Regions from separate parts of the Mus musculus genome. Here region 2 is linked to region 1. A link is a contact called in public HiChIP or PLAC-seq data. All regions are on one chromosome and are shown on one strand. Each heading gives the region's core, a stretch centred on a gene start, on an enhancer-like site or on the middle of the called end of the contact. The rest is flanking DNA. Distances are from core to core; before and after follow the strand shown. Region 1 overlaps 4930401C15Rik (RIKEN cDNA 4930401C15 gene). Region 2 has its middle 36 kb from the start of Tmem200a.

Region 1 (6,385 bases), core at 1,652-4,151:
TCAGCCCAAGGTTCCATCACCTCCCATTTGCACCAAAGAAGATAAGGCCTTTAACACATGGATATCTGGGGGAGCATCAGAACCCAAACCACAGAGGCCCACAGAACTGTTAGTTATAATACATGTTAGCATTCTGCATCTCCTTCTTTCATACTGTACTAATGGTACCAAGACTGATTCCTGAACCCAAATCATGAACAATACTTAAAACACTAGTTCAAGACCCATCCTCAAACCAGCAGAACCAGGACACTAGGGGGTCTGATCCAGCCACCAGTTTGTCAAGTGATTCTGATGAATTATTCATCTTGGAAGCACCATCTGCACTCTGTGAATGAATTCCTAGTCTGTGTCCATCCCCAGATCCCCGAGGAGCAGGGAGGGAGCAGGAAGCTGTCACAGCCAAAGTATGTTCTAAAAACAGAAAGTTTCATTCCTTTGATATAACTAGTTCCCATTTCCTCTGCTTTGTTTCATAGTTAATCAAAATTGTCCTAGTCATCCAAAGTATTTGGTGTCTGCTGTTGCATAACAAATTCTGAAAACTTAGAAGTTTTTTTTTCTGAGTGTTAGGAGTCTGGGAAACTTGGCTGAGTAGTTCAGGCTCTGGCTCTCATCAAAATGTCAATGGAGGCACATCATCGCTTCTGGCATATTCAATTGGCCAAAGAGAATAACCCTTGTTCGGTTAGGGAAGGACCCATATGAGTGTGGGTGAAGCCAAGGAGTGGGGAATCAATGGGGACCATTTGGGGCTTGTTGTTGTGCTGAAATAGGAAACCTTATGATCTTTTCAACTGTTTTCCCCTCTGCCATATACAACCCATTGTAAGACTTCCCTACTGCGAGAATGCAGTGTTTCCCAAGCTTGTCTTCTTATAGTCCAAGTGAGGCAGCCCTGACCACCCTCTGTCCCACTCTTTTCTTCATGCCTGAGCTTCTTCAGATACTCCTTCCCACAGCTGAGTAACAAAGCTACAAATCAGACCCACTCAAAACACTCTCAACAGGTCTCTCTGTTAAGAGCAAAATGGAAATCCTTCCCATGGCATCAAAGTCCCCTGTCCCCCGAGTACCATTCATTATCCCGGATCACTTCTCACCCTAACTCTGCATCCTCCAACACAGCTACTGAGGGCACACCTCCCCAGGAATCTTCAGGCTCTGTTCCTCTTAGGACTCCTTTCAGATCTCCTATTCTTCTTTCTGTTCCAATGCCCAAACCAAATGCTGTTTCTTTCTAAGCACTTCAGTCAGAATATTTTGTTCCTTTTCCGATATTGAAGTAGTTGCAATTGTAGTTAGCTGTTTCTGGTATAATTTTTCACAATCAGAGTCTTGTCTCACCAGGTGATGTGTTTTAATCCTTATAATGTAAAACAATGTAATACCAGAGTTCATCGAAGCATATAATTCCAGCAAGCCTTTTCACATCAAGGAAATGATTCACCCTATTTTCAACAGTATAAAAGAAAGAACTAGGAAGAACTGCAACAGTCTCTTTTAGACACTCCTCCTACCAAGCCTCCAGTTGGAAACACTGCCTCTTGTACCATTGTTCTTCATAATGTTTTCCGTTTGAAAGGCTTTCCTCAGGACAGGTGATGACCTTTTGATGCAATACAGAGTACAAGGTGTGCAGGTGTGCATAGATGTGCAAGTCCTAGCTAGGGAAAAATGTCAACTTGGCTGAGTGGAAGCCTCACAGGTTATCATGAGAAGAGTACCCTGGGAGGTCTATCTGGGGGTTAGCCTCAGGTGAACAACTGTAGGCTATTTGGATGCATTGATGGGGGACATGATCAAAGCAAGTGTGGCAGACCAAATGAAAGAGAGTTTCTAGAGGACAGGGAAGACACGGCATATAGTTTAATTGTGATATAAGAACAAAGGGCTCACGTGACGCTCAGGTGAAGACTTTGTACCTGTGGATCTGAACAGATGTTCAGTAGTCAGCAAGAGAGACATCTGCGAGCTTTATCTTTTCACAACTTGGTGCTAGCATTAGTGCTGTGTTAGAAGCAGGACCACGGGGCCTCTCAGGAAATTACATTGACCTTTTAGGATAAATGAATAGGCTCAAAATTAGATTCTTACACCAACTGACTAAAGGAAAAAGCTATTAAACTGTCAGGCCAGAGCTCAGAGTGGTATTTTATGAATTAGCATGATTCATCTTTCCAGTGAAAGGATCTGACCGAGAGTCATTTCCGCTGCTTCTCAGGATCTTCTCAGGATCAGATACTGGGCGGAGAAGTAGAGCCAGAGTGATTCACGGTGGAGATCAGACTGGACATCTAAACACTAAGTGCATACTCCTGTCATCCGATTCACCCAGACAGCATGCAGTTTTCCTAAATCCACTTGGTCTTTCTGGTAAATATTTAAAATGTCACTTTATAGGTGAGTTTAGTGATTTAGATATACAGAATATAGTCACATATGAAAGAGAATGTAACCCTTTGCAGCTGGCATCCCTTGTGGTGGCCTGACACAGGAACATGGTTTGTGGAATTAAAGAAGTGTCATTCTTAGGTGGGAATATTACATTCAAGTACTGACTGAGAAACAGTCAGTGAAATATAATATAATCATAGAGAGCTTTTGTAAACATTAGTACTTGGACACTCTTAAAAGGGGCAAGGATTTTCCTAGGCCACAGACGTATACATTCATTCGTTTATACTATTGCCTGTTTTCTGTTTCCAAAGACAACCAGGAGTGTTGGAATGAGTATCCTAGAGAGTGGCTGATAAGATAACTGAGCTGCTCTAAAAGAGGACACCTCACACAGACCGGTGTGGTTCAGCTTACCCAGTTTCTCCACCAGAGTTCATTCCTAAGAAAACCTTCAAACCCCCAGCCTCCATGCCATGTCCCCTGGCCACAAGCCCAGCTGCCTGCCTTGTTGCACATTCACCCTCTGAGTCACTGACCTCTGGCCATACACAGGGCAGACATCAAGGTACCTGCAACAGCCCAAAGTTTCCCTTTCCAGTTCGAGGAACAGAGTATGAGCTGCTGGTCTTATAGCTGAGTCTCTCAGGTAGACTCTCAGAGTCCTGGCCCCGAGAGTGGAGGGGCAGAAGCCCCCATCAGTCTGTACAGTACACAAAGGCCTTTATTGAAAGCAGTTCCAGCTAAACACCCTCCTCTCCTTATAGGCTCTAGTCTTGGAAGCACAAACCGTAAACACCTGGCCACAAATCGTCTCAGCATCTGGTTCGAGAGAACCCAACTTAAGATAGAAGCCTTTCTTACATTGGGTCCATTTCCTATTTCTAGTCCATGCTCTGCTATGATCCACCACATTCTTCAGTCATCCGCATCTCCTTCATCCCCCAGTGTGTCTCACCTACCCCTTTTCCAACATGGAAGTCACTTTCCAAGGAATATCTCTTCTTTTTTTTTTTTAAATATTTTTTTTATTACGTATTTTCCTCAATTACATTTCCAACGCTATCCCAAAAGTCCCCCACACCCTCCCCCGCCCCCCACTTCCCTACCCACCCATTCCCATTTTTTGACCCTGGCGTTCCCCTGTACTGGGGCATATAAAGTTTGCCTGTCCAATGGGCCTCTCTTTCCAGTGATGGCCAACTAGGCCATCTTTTGATACATATGCAGCTAGAGTCAAGAGCTCCGGGGTACTGGTTAGTTCATAATGTTGCACCTACAGGGTTGCAGATCTCTTTAGCTCCTTGGATACTTTCTCTAGCTCCTCCATTGGGGGCCCTGTGATCCATCCAATCGTTGACTGTGAGCATCCACTTCTGTATTTGCTAGGCCCCGGCCTAGTTTCACAAGAGACAGCTATATCACGGTCCTTGCAACAAACACTTGCTAGTGTATGCAATGGTGTCATCGTTTGGAGGCTAATTATGGGAGGAGTTGGTTCTTTGAGAAAATCAACAAGATAGATAAACCCTTAGCCAGACTCACTAGAGGGCACAGGAGCAACATTCTAATTAACAAAATCAGAAATGAAAAGGGAGACATAACAACAGATCCTGAAGAAATCCAAAACACCATCAGATCCTTCTACAAAAGGCTATACTCAACAAAACTAGAAAACCTGGACGAAATGAACAAATTTCTAGACAGATACCAGGTACCAAAGTTAAATCAGGATCAAGTTAATGATCTAAACAGTCCCATATCCCCTAAAGAAATAGAAGCAGTCATTAATAGACTCCCAGCCAAAAAAAGCCCAGGACCAGATGGGTTTAATGCAGAGCTCTACCAGACCTGCAAAGAAGATCTAATTCCAGTTCTGCACAAACTATTCCACAAAATAGAAGTAGAGGGAACTCTACCCAACTCATTCTATGAAGCCACAATTACTCTGATACCTAAACCACAGAAAGATCCAACAAAGATAGAGAACTTCAGATCAATTTCCCTTATGAATATCGATGCAAGAATACTCAATAAAATTCTCGCTAACTGAATCCAAGAACACATTAAAGCAATCATCCATCCTGACCAAGTAAGTTTTATTCCAGGGATGCAGGGATGGTTTAATATATGAAAATCCATCAATGTAATCCATTATATAAACAAACTCAAAGACAAAAACCACATGATCATCTCGTTAGATGCAGAGTGTCTCTTCTTGAAGTGTGGTTTATTTCGGGTACAACTATCCCATGCTTTCATGGAAATAAGTTCCCTCCATCCAGAGGACTCCTGTATACAATAAATAAGACAGCCATGAATCTGTGTATGCGACCCACGTTCATTTTCTCTGCTCTGTCATGAGGTTACTCTTCTGTGCTCGATTCTCAACTCCACTGACATCCAGCGTGCAGCACCAACCCTAGCTCAGATTTAAAACTCAGAGTTTTGACTGATAATTGTTGGAGAACGAAAGACCTTTGTCATCAAAACCTTGAGTCATCTTCCTGACAACAAAAGTCCCCATTTTCTGGTGACCTCTCTTCACAATGAGGTTCAAACGCACATGGAATAAGCAATGGTCACTGTCATAACCAAGGTGGTTTGAGGGTTGTATAATAAATCTTTCCAAGGCTAATCGTACAAACATGCCACATTTGCAAACTGGTATTGGGGAAATACTTACCATGTCTGCACTGTGCTTTCCCTGGTGGGAGCTTCAAATGGTTAATGGGCAGTAATCAGAAAATGATTTCGAATTCAAATCAGTGGCAGTGTTTCATTATAGCTGTTTAAAGGTTTGGTCACGAAACAAAGAGAGGTTGATTTCTAAAATGAGGAGGAAGTGCACTCTGTTTACTTCTATTTTCAGCAGATTTTTGTTTCAGAAATTATTTTTAGTGTTGATAAATTATGCTAATTGAGACAACCAAAAAATAGTATATTTGGAACTGAGGGAACATTCTTCACTAATGGATAATTATTTCTTAAGCAAGTTTAAAATTAGACTTGTGTCTTTTAATATTATGTTTGTTTATTTAGAAGAAAAAAAAACACCCTCAAGGGCAAGCTGAGCAGAGAGAACGGAAAACCCAGCATCTGGTAGTGCTTGCTGATACCCACGAAGCAAGGTGGTGGTCCTGAAGGACTCTTACATCTGGCTGAGGATGCTAAGAGAAATAGCGAGGTCCATCCACCAGGATCGAGCCTACAGGCACATCCAGGGGTTACAGCATTCGACTGAAGGTAACTTCACAGACCACTTGCACCTGCTAACACTGGGACATGGATGGATCCTGACAAATTTAGACCAATTCTATGCCATGTCTGAACTTGAACAAAACAACAAGTCTGCTGAAACCACCAAAATCCCTGAACCTGCCTTCTCCTGGCTGAGGGGAGTTCTGCTTCCCTGCCAGTTATACATGCAGGGTGATTTCATGCCTCTACCATCCACATAGGGTTATTAAAGACCCCAAGTGGCAGAATCCACATCCTCACAGGGCCCAGTCCAGGGGGAGCTCCACTTCCCTGAACTGTTCCAGCACAAACTCACATCCTAACACACTCGAATACTATTTTACTGAGCCACCAACACTTGCCCTCAGTGTATGTTCTTACCTCACTGCAACAAATCACTAAGTCCTGTCCTGCTGAGCCACTGATGTGTGTGTCTGACTGGAAGCCATAGACAGGTTCAAGAAATAAAAATGTAAACTCTAGAGAGCTATGTAGAAATAATAGGTCAATAGCAACACATATATATAGTAGTAAGTTATTATATATATATATGATACATGTATGTTATACACACATACATATATATATATATATATATATATATATATATATATATATAGTAAATTGTTTGATAAGGGTTATTGGCCTATTTATTTCTATTTAACTCTCTAAAGTTTGCATATATATGTGTGTGTGTATATGTACATATGAATACAGTATAAAATTATTGGCTTGACATTATGGTAAA
Region 2 (6,768 bases), core at 2,403-4,902, 330 kb before region 1:
TATTTTTATTAAAATGAAAAGGCATATGCATATATATATATACCAAAACCACCTCTAGGAATAGGGATATGAATCAATGGCTTAATACCTTCTGTGAAATTACAAAGACCTCAGCTGGAATGCCTTGAGCCCTCATAAAACCGCATACAATGTAGCACATCTATAATCCAACAGTCCTACAAGGAATTGGGAGACAATGACAAAGGAACTCCTGGAAGTGCCTGAATTTCATGAGGTCCCTGGAGTACAGATCTTAGGAAGTACAAGGAGGTGAGCATCAAGGAGATCCTGTCTTAAACAAGGTGGATGGCAAGGACCTGCCCCTAAGGCTCTTCTCTACCATCAGCATGTGAACACTAGCATGCTCAAGCCCTTCCCTGCAAGACTACATACACACAGTCAAATCACCTCCACTTTCTCTGCTTCTAGAAATCGGAAAATGAAGTTACTTTTAGATTACAAACTGGAGTCACAGGGATTTGAAACTAATGCTAGCCATAGTTACACATTGAAGGAGTGTGAAGCCAAATCCAGAATATTAACATTGGCTTTAATGTTAATTAAATCAATATTGACACATTAAATTTGTGAACAGAAAAGTAAGATGTGAATGGAACCCAAAGCAAAGACAGCACCATACCTGATGCCATACTAGAGCTGTTCCTGTTATAACCAAGAGGTTTGCTGTCCTTGCTCACTGTCAACACAGTTGAACATATTCTATTGAAATCAATAAATCAGAAAGGCAAATAAGGCATACAATAATTGTAAAGGAGAAGACAATATCAGTTTATAGACAGAAGATAAGATTTCTTAAATAAGATATCATAGAAACCCTTTTTTGAAATCTTAGGATAAAGTAAGCATGCAACTTGTAGTAAGTTTTACTATGCACCAAAATGGTTTACTAATTAGCTTTTAAAATGGTAAAAACAAAATTAAATAAAGGTACATGTATATTTTGTTTGTGCATATATGTATTTATATGTATGTCTTGAGTGAGTTATGTCCTCTCTTAGGTGGCTTAGGGACAATATCTAGACATCAAAGTAGAATAACCCCAACAATGACTAGGTGTTAATTATTCCAGGCAAGAAAACAGTAAGACCTAGACTGAAGAAGGTGATAGTATACTTTAATGGACAAGGAAACAAGCAACAGGTTAAGTTGGGGCAAGAGTGGTCAAGGATAGAGGTGTTGAGAAGAAGAAAACAGAGGTTCCATATGGTAACTAATGTGACATGGCTTAATGCATATTTAACAGGATCTCTGACTGTCATTTGGAATTGTCTATAAGAACATAGAACAGCCGTTCTCTACTCATGGGTAGCAACCTCTTTTGGGGTCAAATGACCCTTTCAGAGGAGTCAAATATCAGTTACCTCACATACCCAATATTTACACTACAGTTCATAACAGTAGCAAAATTAAAGTTATGGAGGAGCAATGAAATAATTTCATGGTTGGGGGGTCACCACAAACATGAAGAACTGTATTAAAGGGTCACAGCATTAGGAAGGTTGAGAACTGCTCATATAGTAGTATAAAGTTGCAGGACATCCAGGGCTACACAGAGAAACTTTGTCTCGAAAAACTAAACAATAAAAAAATGAAAAAGTATAAGAAAGAGATCAGTTAAGAGGCTACAAGATTAATCCAAGCACAACCAGCACTATAATGATGTAGGTGGCAGAGGTGACAGCAGGCTTAGCCATCTCACAGTAGGATTGGCAAGGATTTGAAGTGGGAGGGAAGGAATGAGTTGTTACCCACATGGCTTCTGGGTGGCCAGGTTTGTAGAAGGGTGTCTTTTGACTCCTTACTGAGGAGAGAAAGATTGGATAACACTGAGGGGAAGTGGGTGTTGTCTTTTGGAAATGCTAGGTGTGTGGTGTGTGTGTGTGTGTACTCAGGTGGAAGTGTGAGAAGAACCATTCATATGCATGTCTGGAACAAAACGGTAAGGTAAAGTCAGAGATAGTGTTCTGGGCTGCACAACACCCAAGAATAACCAGAAAAAGTGCTGAACAGAGACCAAAGAGCAACTGAGGTGATTGGAGACCCATACAAGTAGACTGTGGCAGAAGGAACCCCCAGTGTGTTGAACACTAAGACAGTGGTGAAGTCAGCCATGAATGAGTTTGATACCATGGAGGACAACTGTAAATGACTCAAATGATTTGGGTGGGGCTAGGCTGTCAAGTTGACTAAGGAGAGAATGAGAGATGAGGCTGTGAGGATGGATAGATGTTTTTAGAACAGGGTTTTCTATAAAGAGGAAAAGAGAGGCACTGAGTTAGGCCTGGGAGAGTTCTTTAGAGTTGCTGCTGTTCAGGGGAAACTAAGAGACTCCCAAGACAATACAGGCTACTGCCATTGTCCTTGGTTGTCTCCTAGAATTTGAAGGTAAGACCCTATTGATACAAGACTTGGAGAAGTAAGACTGGAGCTAACATGGACACCTCTTCACTGAGGACGAGTTTTTATAATATCCAAAGGTGATATGCAATCTAACAAAGGAGAAAAACATGAACCACAGCAGTGGCCAGCAGAGGATGTTGTTACCTTCAGGGTTCAATAGTAGCCTTTATATCTTGGGAGTAACTAGGGTTCAATAGTAGCCTTTATAGCTTGGGAGTAACTAACGTTCTTATGAGACTTTGAAGCTGCTCCTTAGGAAGGAATCAATGCCTGGTAAACTGAGGCAACCATGGAGCCAGTGAGACCATGGAACTAGAAGAGAACCCACTGCTGGTGTTTTCTTAAACCAGCAGAACTCCTAACTGCACTTAAAATATTTACTCTTATATCCATAGGTAAGTGTAGCTCTCATCCATTACCAAAGAAGTTTCTTCGTTTGCAGCACATGGAGACCAATCCAGTGTTAGTGTTTGTTTGTGTGTGTGTGTGTGTGTGTGTGTGTGTGTGTGTGTGTGTAAAGGATGAAAGATCTAGAGTCAGCATTTGCTTAGAGCAAGAAAGCAAGCCCTCTGTGACTTTGTATTGATTGCGACCTGAATCTTTCCAGAATCTTTAGCATTAAATATATTTTACTATAATATTAAAACAGAAGCAGTGGGCTTTCACACAGATGTAAGATAGAAAGTAAATATAATAATAATAAAAAAAGACTCATGTTTTCCCTATCTGCATGACGACCTGAGTTCTGGACTATATCAAAAGTATAGTCTCCTCAGTAAGACTATACAGTTTGTCTTTTAATCCGTGCACGAATTAGTGACACTGCAGGATGTAACCATTCTTCTCTATACCTGTGCCTCATCTGTGAGTTACTAAAAGCAATTAAACTGCTTAAGACTTGGTGCAATTAGCAATTCTATTGGAAGCCGAGTCTAATTTCACACAGAATTTCGAGCAGCTCATTTCTAATTCCTTTAAAATTGCACCTTGAAGAGAGGGACCATGAGAGATTATGAACGGAAGAAAGATGGGTTCCAATAAAGCACCATATGTACCACACACAGGCTTGAGTCACAGCCAGCATCATGCAGCAGGTGTGACTCAGCCTGCAATGTGGTGGCAGGAAATACCACATTTATTTATTATTTTAAATCAATATCAGGCCTAGTCTGAGTTCCTGTTCCATGAGTCAGGTAAAAACAGGCTTAGTCATGGAGGATGCAGAGTGTCACGGAAGTGTTCGTGGTGGTGACACATGGAGGGATGAGTGCTTCATCTTCTCTCCATCATACTCTTCTCCACAGGGTTTCCAAAGCCCTTGCTGCTGGCAAATCCTATTCATCAGAGAAATCTTTCAGCCGTCTTGATACATACGTAGATAATAGGTTGCATACATCATTTGTGACAATAAATGATAATACTTTCATATTACAATAGTTTTTTGACATGCCAGGGAACTTTACCATTTATTAAAGAAGAGAGCATATTTATTTATCAATGGAATGGACGTGCTTCTTGTATGTAAAAAATTAAATCCTGACTGAGTGTTTAATGCTACAGGACATAGAGCATCTTCTATGCTGTTCAAAGTTGACTGGTATTTGGATTTGGTAACTTAATGCCAAGATACAGTACAAAAAACTAGAAGTATGTTTAGTTCCATTTGTGTCTCAATAACAAGTTAAAATTTACCTAACATTTTAAAAATGAAATCGACATCAGTAACTCAATGAGAAACTTTTTGTTTTTGAGAGAGGGCTTCTATGTCTAGACCTTGCTGACTGGAAACTTTTATAACCTAACATTTCAACACAATGAAATTTAGAGACACACTAATTTGGTGTGTGCTGTGGGATGGCGGTCTTTGTTTTCTATAATTAAACCATTTTTTTTAACAGGAATAGCAAACTTTGAATGTACTGTAAGAGCATAGCAGTCCATAACATCCAACAGTATCCAATCTGAGCCAAAGTGTTTCAGACAGTGTTTGCTGGTGTTGTGTGTCAGAAGTACATGTATGGTGCATCTTGTCTATTCTGAAGAAAAGCTGTGGAAATTCATACCTTCAACATGGGTCAGAGCTGCTAGAGACATCTCAGATTCACTATGTATTTAATTCTCTTATAATATAATTTATTTAATTGTATTTTATCTGCAGTGGTATTTTGCTTACGTTTATGTCTGTGAGAGGGTGTTGGATCCACTGAAACTGGAGTTACAGACAGTTGTGAGCTGCCATGAGGGAGTGGGAATTGAACCCTGGTCTTTTGGAAGAGCAGCCCATGTTTACACCCTCCAGCTTGTCCCATTACTACATATTCTTTCTCAAATTCAAGTTCTTGTCTTCTTCAGTTATTATTGTCACACACACACACGCACGCACGCACGCACGCACGCACAAACAAACAAACAAATAACCTACTGAGTCGACATAATGCTCATTCATATAAAACTGATTTTTCGTTTCTTTTTTTTCCTGAACTTTTTTATTGAATATTTTCTATTTTTACATTTCAAATGTTATTCCCTTTCCATGTCTCCCCTCTGGAAATGCCCTATCCCATCCCCTCTTCCCCTGCCTCCATGAGGGTGCTCCTCTACCCACCCACCCACTCCGTCCTTTTTGCCCTGGCATTTCCCTACACTGGGGCATCAAACCCACACAGGACCAAGGGCTGCTTCTCCCAATGATGTCCAACAAGGCCATCCTCTGCCACATATGTGGCTGGAGCCATGGGTCCCTCCATGTGTACTCTTTGGTTGGTGGTCTAGTCCCCAGAAGCTCCAGGGGTCTGGCAATTTGACTCTGTTGCCATGGACCCCCATGGACCCTGAGCTCAGTCCAATGGTTGGCTGCAAGCATCATCTCTGTATTTGTGAGGCTCTGGAAGAGCCTCTCAGAAAACAGCTATATCAGGCTCCTGTCAGCAAGCACTTCCCTGCATCCGCAATAGCATCCGGGTTTGACTACTATATATAGGATGGATCCCCGAGTGGGGCAGTGTCTGGATGGCCTTTCCTTCAGTCTCTGCTCTACCCTTTGTCTCCGTATTTCCTCCTGTGAATATTTTGTTTCCCCTTCTAAGAAGTATTGAAACACCCATACTTTGGTCTTCCTTCTTCATATGGTCTATGAATTGTATCTTGGGTATTCCAAACTTTTGGGCTAATATTCACTTATCAGTGAATGCATACCATGTGTGTTCTTTTGTAACTGGGTTACATCACTCAAAATGATATTTTCAAGTTCTATCCATTTGCCTACGAATTTCATGAAGTCATTATTTTTAATAGCTGAGTAGTATTTCATTGTGTAAATGAACCACATTTTTTCCTTATTTTGTTTATTAGGTATTTTCTTCATTTATATTTCAAATGCTATCCCAAAAGTCACCCATACCTTACCCCCACTCTTCTACCCACCCACTCCCACTTCTTGGCCCTGGCGTTCCCCTGTACTGAGGCATATAAAGTTTGCAAGACCAAGGGGCCTCTCTTCCCAGTGATGGCCAACTAGGCCATCTTCTGCTCCATATGCAGCTAGAGACATGAGCTCTGGAGGTACTGGTTAGTTCATATTGTTGTTCTACCTATAGGATTGCAGACCCCTTTAGCTCCTTGGGTACTTTCTCTAGCTCCTCCATTGGGGACCCTGTGTTCCATCCAATAGCTGACTGTGAGCATCCACTTCTGCCAGGCACCGGCATAGCCTCACAAGAGACAGCTATATCAGGGTCCTTTCAGCAAAATCTTGCTGGCCTATGCAATGGTGTCAGCGTTTGAAGGCTGATTATGGGATGGATCCCCAGGTGTGGCAGTCTCTAGATGGTCCATTCTTTCGTCTCAGCTCCAAACTTTGTCTCTGTAACTCCTTCCATGGGTGTTCTGTTCCCAATTCTAAGGAGGTGCATAGTGTCCACACTTCAGTCTTTATTCTTCTTGAGTTTCATGTGTTTAGCAAATTGTATCTTATATCTTGGGTATTCTTATTTTCTGGGCTAATATCCACTTATCAGTGAGTACATATCATGTGAGTTCTTTTGTGATTGGGTTACCTCACTCAGGATGATACCCTCCAGGTCGTCCATTTGCCTAGGAATTTCATAAATTCATTCTTTTTAATAGCTGACTAGTACTCCATTGTGTAAATGTACCACATTTTTGTATCCATACCTCTGTTGAGGGACATCTGGGTTGTGTCCAGCTTCTGGGTATTATAAATATGGTTGCTATGAACATAGTGGAGCATGTGTCCTTATTTCATTTTGGAACTTCTTCCAGGAGTGGTATTGTTGAGTCCTCAGGCGATATTATGCCCAATTTTCTGAGGAACTGTCAGACTGATTT

What was found. HiChIP or PLAC-seq counts read pairs in DNA pulled down with a chosen protein or histone mark.
Region 2: a contact with region 1 is called in a FOXA1 HiChIP or PLAC-seq map of pancreatic cancer cells. The contact joins two enhancer-like sites. A contact is called at or near these places in 2 of 115 datasets of contacts at active chromatin or transcription factors (embryonic stem cells and pancreatic cancer cells).

The regions. Positions count from the first base shown.
Region 1 is chr10:25,784,692-25,791,076 of GRCm38.p6, reverse strand. 4930401C15Rik (RIKEN cDNA 4930401C15 gene) reads left to right here. Exons shown (of 5, transcript NR_045349.1): 3 at 2,225-2,376; 4 at 5,440-5,643. Among named protein-coding and RNA genes, the nearest start is that of 4930401C15Rik, 50 kb to the left of the region's middle. Within about 2 kb of position 2,901, at least 35 of the 459 cell types and tissues checked have an H3K27ac peak or open chromatin away from gene starts, as enhancers often do. A contact at or near this core is called in pancreatic cancer cells, where this site is marked.
Region 2 is chr10:26,111,400-26,118,167 of GRCm38.p6, reverse strand. No RefSeq gene overlaps it. Among named protein-coding and RNA genes, the nearest start is that of Tmem200a, 36 kb to the right of the region's middle. Within about 2 kb of position 3,652, at least 26 of the 459 cell types and tissues checked have an H3K27ac peak or open chromatin away from gene starts, as enhancers often do. A contact at or near this core is called in pancreatic cancer cells, where this site is marked.